2 separate regions of the Sus scrofa genome follow, and region 2 is linked to region 1. The links are chromatin contacts, called in public Hi-C maps. All regions are on one chromosome and are shown on one strand. Each heading gives the region's core, a stretch centred on a gene start, on an enhancer-like site or on the middle of the called end of the contact. The rest is flanking DNA. Distances are from core to core; before and after follow the strand shown.

Region 1 (3,074 bases), core at 406-2,905:
TGCTTTCATGTTTTTTCATTTGGTTTTCTGTCTGCTGTCCTGATTGGATGATTTCCATTATTCTAACCTGAATCTCTTCTCTGTATTATTCATTCTGCTCTTCAGTGCCTTTAACTCAACTTCCATCTCTGCAAATGAATTTTCTACTTTTTCTTGGCTCCTTCTTAGAGTTTCGAGTTCCTTTCTAAAGTAACTGCAATGCACTTATATCCCAGAGCACTCGTCTTGAGTCATGAGAACCATACTTCATCCTTTCATTCAACAAAATAAGCACCTAGCATATACCAGGCAGCACTGTGGGTGCCAGATTTAGAAGAGTGAGCAGAAGAGACCCAAATCCCTAACCTGTGGACCCTCCAATGAGGGAGCAGGAAACAAGGAAGAGGAATAAGAAACATTTCATATTAGCTGATTAGAAGTTCAAAGAGAAAAGTAAATTCAGAAAGAGGGGTGATGGCATGGAGAGTTTTGGAAGCTCAGTTGGGTGAGGTGACAAGGAAGACCGCCCCTTGATGTGACATTTGAGGAAAGCTGAGGGCCCAGCGTGACCAAAGTGAGAGGAAGAAGCAGGAGGCTTTGGAACGAAGGATGGGTTTTATAAGGATTTGGCTTGGAAGGCCTTTCCAAGGAATCAGCTTTTAATTTAGGATGGGAAGTGAGCAGCAGAAGCAGAACAGAGGAACAGGAGTGGCACATGTTTTAACTTTATCACTTCGTCTGATGTTCTGAGCCCTTTTTCGGCCTGCTTAGTCTTATCTTATAAAAGAAAGTTGCGTGGTTGTGTGCCTGTCCTGTGTACATCAATCACCACGTACATCCTGCACTTAATCCTTGTGGCAGATTTTATGATCTCAGTCTTATTTCAGAGGCTAACAAGAGTCAACAGCTATGCAGCATCCTGCAGAAAGTAACTAACTGACCTAAGATTGAACCAGCCTATTACAGTCCAAAGGCCAGGCCCAATCTAATAACCACACTGCCTTTCACAAAACAAATCTTTGAGAAGATGGATCATCTGATGTGGGGACGTAGGTACACAAAGTCTGGTCACTGGAGCCCTTGTGACAACAGTAGCTTGCATCTGTACAGTGTGTACTTTGCAAAGGACTTTCACATCCGTCGTATCATTCAGTAAGCACAGCAGAAATAAAAGCAGCCGGGCCTTAACTTTGAGAGGAGCCTTGTTTCAGGCAAAGAAGGCAGAATTTCAGATTACCCCTCCTCTATCCTGCATGAGCTGAGAAACTAAAGGATGAGTAAAGGGCTCAGGGGGCAGAACATTATGGCGAAAGCTGCCCCAATATTACCTGTACATTTGAGAGTGAGAACTGCAAGTCCCACAGCCGGGCTTCTGAGCCTCGCGATGAGATCCCGAAGGGAAGGCTGAGGCAGGTCTTACTGCGCCCTGAGTGCATCCTTCAGTCAGGACTGTGCTTTGCTTGATTCGCTGACATGACGTCAAGTTTGGTCTCCTCTTCAGCTCCCCCCACTGATCCACCCACGCTCTGTGTCCCCAGCTCAACCCAGAGTCTGAGTAATCTGGGATCCCCTCCCTCTGGAAGCTGCATCTGCACTTGGCCCTGGATGTGCTGGGCCAGAGCTGCCGGCCGGGGTTCCTCTTTCCCCCTCAGCTTGTCTAGGCTCTGCTGCCCTTTGCTTCCCTCTGCTGGCACGAGGTCCGTCCCTGTCAGCTGGGCTCAGTGGGCGGCAAGCAGAGCTGCTCCTTCAGACTCCTTGGGGCCTCTGGGGGGTCAGAGTCAGCAGCTGGGTATTAGAATGCAGCCAGGCCTCACCCTGAGGTCTGATTCTGCCAGTGTGTGATGCATCTGTGCATCTGTGGTCCTATCATGTTCACAGGTGCTGCTGATGCTGTGGGCAGGGATCCTCTGGGAACCCAGTGCTCTGGGCCCAGCAGTCAGCAGAAGAGGCTGCAGAGGGGCCCTGTTCACCAACTACTAAGGCAAAGGCCCAGAGCTCGTTCCCCTGATGAATCAAGTGGCCTAGGGTTCTCTATAGACGGTGCTAAAGGCATCTCTTTATTTACAAAGCTCGATTATGTGCACAGAGCTAGGCGCAGCCCACTGTGGACCAAGAGTTACAACCAGCATTCTTGGACCTTTGGGGGGGGGGGGCACTGCTGTGAGCCGATTTGTGCCTCATCAGGAAGCTGTGGGGCCACGGGATGGAAAGACACTTGATCCTAATGTGGGCAGTCTGGATAATTTTGTGCAGGAGGTAATTCCTTTCTTCCTTCCTTCTTTCCTTCGTTCGTTCTTTCATTCTTTCTCTCCTTTTTACAGACGCAACTGCAGCATGTGGATATTCCTGGGCTAGGGGTCAAATCAGAGCTGCAGCTGCCCACCACAGAAAGGCCACATCCAAGCCACTTCTGCAACCTATGCCACAGCTTGCTGCAACTCCAGATCTTTAACCTACTGAGCGAGGCCAGGGATTGAACCCACACCCTCATGGATACTATGTCAGGCCCTTAACATACTGAGCCCAATGGGAACTCTGAGGATGCAATTTCTAATTTAAGATGTGAAGCAAGGAATTTCCAAGTGCTTCATGAGCTTGAGATTGTGGTAACTCTAAATTCATATACATACATATATATATAATATATATTTACACACACACGTATACAGATTCAGTGTGATCCCTGTCAAAATACCAACGGCATTTTTCACAGAGGAGACGAAGTAATTCAGAAAATTTGTTTGGAAACACAAAAGATCCTGAATAGCCAAAACCATCCTGAGAAAGAAGAGCAGAGCTGGAGGAATCGCATTCTCTGTGTCAGTCTCTACTCCACAACTGTGGTCATCAAAGTAGTATGGTCCCGGCACAAAAACAGAAACCTAGGTCAATGAACAGGATAGAGAGCCAGAAGTAAATCCACACACTTACAGTCAACTAATCTACAACAAAAGAGGCAGGAATATGCCACGGAGAGAAGATCCCCTCTTCAGTAAGCAGTGCTGGGAAAACTGGACAGCTACACGTGAAAAAAAAAAATGAAGTCAGAACATTCTCTAACACCATACACAAAAATAAACTCAAAATGGACCAAA
Region 2 (2,959 bases), core at 181-2,680, 280 kb after region 1:
GGAGGGCTGAGGTTGCTGTACCGCGCACATGGGGACCAGCAGGGTGGCTCAGTCTGCCAGCAGCATCAGCCCCTCCCCTTCCCCTGCCCCCTCGGCCCGTGTCTGGCAGATGGGGAGAGCCCGTCCTTCTGCCGGGGGCATCTGAGGAGCTGGGGACGCTGAGGGCTGCTGAGCAGGTGAGGCACAGGGCAGGAGCTGGCGGGGAGAGGAGACTCCTTGGGGCCCTGCAGGTCCAGCCTCATCATGAAAGCAGAGGGCGCCACACAGATATTTGCTCATGATCAGGCTTCTTTTTTTTTTCTTTCATCTTTTAAGGGCCACACTCGTGGCATATGGAGGTGCCCAGGCTAGGGGTCGAATCAGAGCTACAGCTGCCGGCCTACACCACAGTCACAGCAATTCGGGATCCGAGCTGCATCTGCGATCCTACACCCACAGCTCCCAGTAGCGTCGGATCCTTAACCCACCGAGGGAGGCCAGGGATTGAACCTGCGTCCCCATGGATACTAGTCGGGTTTGCTAACCACTGAGCCACGACAGGAACTCCATGATCAGGCTTCTTCAGGGTAGCAGGACACGGTGGCAGCCTCAGTCAAGGTCATTGAAGGAAGAAGGGCGGAGAAGAGAGGATTCACTGGTCTTTGGGAAGAACTGGGGCAGTGCCGGCACCGCTGGAGCATGCGCCTGGTGCGGGCCTGAGTGCACCCTGGGGATCAGCTCGCTGAGCCCTCTGCGTAGACTGTTTTACGTCAGGGCAGTGAGGCAAGGCTTGCTCCCAAGGCCAGGTTCTCCATCAGCATTCAATGCCCTGGGCAAAGCAGACGCCAAGGGCTGTGAGCTGAGCTGGCCTTCCAGCCACACAGCAGGGCTTGGCGCTGCTCCGCCTCTGTCTGGAATAAGAAATTCTGGCTCCCCCGCCTCTTCTGAGGGTGGGGCCAGGGGTCCATGCTTTACTCTGCTGGGCCCTCTGTTCCCTCCGCGTCCCACCTCGCCTTCTCCTATTGGCCAGGTCAGTGCTCCCGCCTCCCCACAGGTGGTTAAAATATAGGCGATCCCTGCCTCCCTCTCTGGGCCGCCCAGGACTTGTAGGTGCTGCAAAGCCTGGGAAAAGTCTGTAAGTGTCAGGCCTTTCTTTTAACGTGGGTGTTGTGTCAAGAAAGTCTTGAAAACCCTCGTGAAGTGCTCGTGTTTCCTCTGTGATCAGGGCCCAGGCAGTTCTCCGGATCCCCATTAACCCCAGTATATTAATACCCATCCTAGCTGTCCTGCGTTAACCGACCATATACATATATTCGTTAAACTTAGCGAGGTCTCCAAGAAGAATTGAGGACAGGCATTTCCGAGAGGCCCAGGGGCTTTTACACTGACACTGCTTCCCGTGGCCTCTGTTCAGATTCTGGGAGTTCCTGAGCCGTGTCAGGGCCCTTATCTTGGTGCCTGGTTAAAGTATAACTGCTAAGCAGTGAGATGGCCTTTCAAATTGCCTCTGTTAATGTGAGACTGAGCGCAAGGAATCCAGTTTTATCTAAGTTCAATGACTCTAATCTTGTCCCCAGAGTGTCTCTGATTTAAACCCCTCTGGCTGATTAGCCGTGGCTCCAGAATGTGAACCGCCCTTTTCTCCCCTTTCCCAAGCCTTCTCTGAAGACCGCGATGCTGAGAACATTTTTCAGACTTTATTGCAGTTGCTCTGGTTCTTTAAGGACCAGAGAGAGGGGCTGGGGCATAATCCATCGTCAGGTTCTGTCCATGGACTTACTCAGCAGCATGGGCCGAGGAGCTGGGGTGTTGGCTGGGTTTTTGTTTGTTTGTTTGTTCTTGTGGTCGTTTTCTTTGGAATCTGAAGCAGTCTTTGGGTCAGCAGGCAAGTTTCACTTGGAGGCCCCAGCAGGAAATTGAGGTCACCATCTCAGGGGAGGTCTTGGGGACTCCGAGCCCTTGGTCTGTGAGGCCCCAGCCTAGACTCTGAACCCGGAGGCCGGGCCCACGGCCTCCGCCTGGGGCGTTGGGGGCTGGCTCAGAGCTGTCAGCTGCTCTTCTTACCCCTGTCCCTTCAGCTTCAACAGGGTTTGTAGCACATGGGTCCAGTGCACAAATTCTCTTTTAGGCATTGAAAGCAGCAGGATGAGAGTCCACAGGGAGAATTAAACAGAACTGGAAGTGCCCCCGAAGTCCTCCTTGTGGGTTTAATGGATCACAGGGGTCGGATGCTGATGCAGGAGCCCCTTGACGGGCAGAGGGGCCAGTGAGTGGAAGTCCTCCTCTGTTTGGAAGCATTTTCTCAGCCCCACTTCTCTCTCCCTCTCCACACTCCATTCCTAAATAATAATTCCTAGTTTGGAAGTTCCAGGGAAGCATCTGGTAGACATGAGCCCATTCATCTTATTTCCTGGCACCTGAGACACCCTAGCAAGGGAACCATTTTGAACAGACAGCATAGGAGTTCCCATTGTGGCTCAGCAGGGTAGGACCCTGCATAGTAGCCACGAGGATACAGGTTCAATCTCTGGCCTCTCTCACTGAGAAGAGAGAATCCGCATTGCCATGAGCTGCTCCGTAGGTCACAAATGCAGCTTGGATCTGGTGTTGTTGTGGCTATGACATAGGCCGGCAGCTGCAGCTCCCATTTGACCCCTAGCCTGGGAAGCTCCATATGCTGCAGGTTCAGTCCTAAAAAGAAAAAGAAAAAGAAAAAAAGCCCCAGCATCTTAAACATTCAGGAGCTTTCTTAGGTAGTACAGGTGAGACATAAGAATCACTTATTTGTTGTTTTTCCAAGGAAAGAAAAATGTTAAAGATCCCACAAATAGCCTGGTAGTATTTTTTTTTTTATTTTTTAAATCATAGTTGATTTACAGTGTTCTGTCAATTTCTGCTGTACAGCAGTAACCCAGTTATACATATACATACATTCTTTTTCTTACATTATCCTCCATCATGTTCCATCACAAGGGACTAC

The links. A called contact is a pair of places that touch in the nucleus more often than the background predicts.
Region 2: a Hi-C map of liver shows a contact between it and region 1, with 3 times the contacts expected there. The contact joins two enhancer-like sites. A contact is called at or near these places in 1 of 47 Hi-C or Micro-C datasets (liver) and 2 of 2 datasets of contacts at active chromatin or transcription factors (alveolar macrophages and skeletal muscle).

Annotation. Positions count from the first base shown.
Region 1 is chr9:139,179,571-139,182,644 of Sscrofa11.1, forward strand. The region is part of intron 1 of LOC100517727 (a long non-coding RNA gene); the gene reads left to right. Among named protein-coding and RNA genes, the nearest start is that of SEC61G, 45 kb to the left of the region's middle. Within about 2 kb of position 1,656, at least 9 of the 83 cell types and tissues checked have an H3K27ac peak or open chromatin away from gene starts, as enhancers often do. A contact at or near this core is called in liver, where this site is marked.
Region 2 is chr9:139,460,156-139,463,114 of Sscrofa11.1, forward strand. All of the region lies in intron 20 of EGFR (epidermal growth factor receptor), which reads left to right. Among named protein-coding and RNA genes, the nearest start is that of EGFR, 160 kb to the left of the region's middle. Within about 2 kb of position 1,431, at least 34 of the 83 cell types and tissues checked have an H3K27ac peak or open chromatin away from gene starts, as enhancers often do. A contact at or near this core is called in liver, where this site is marked.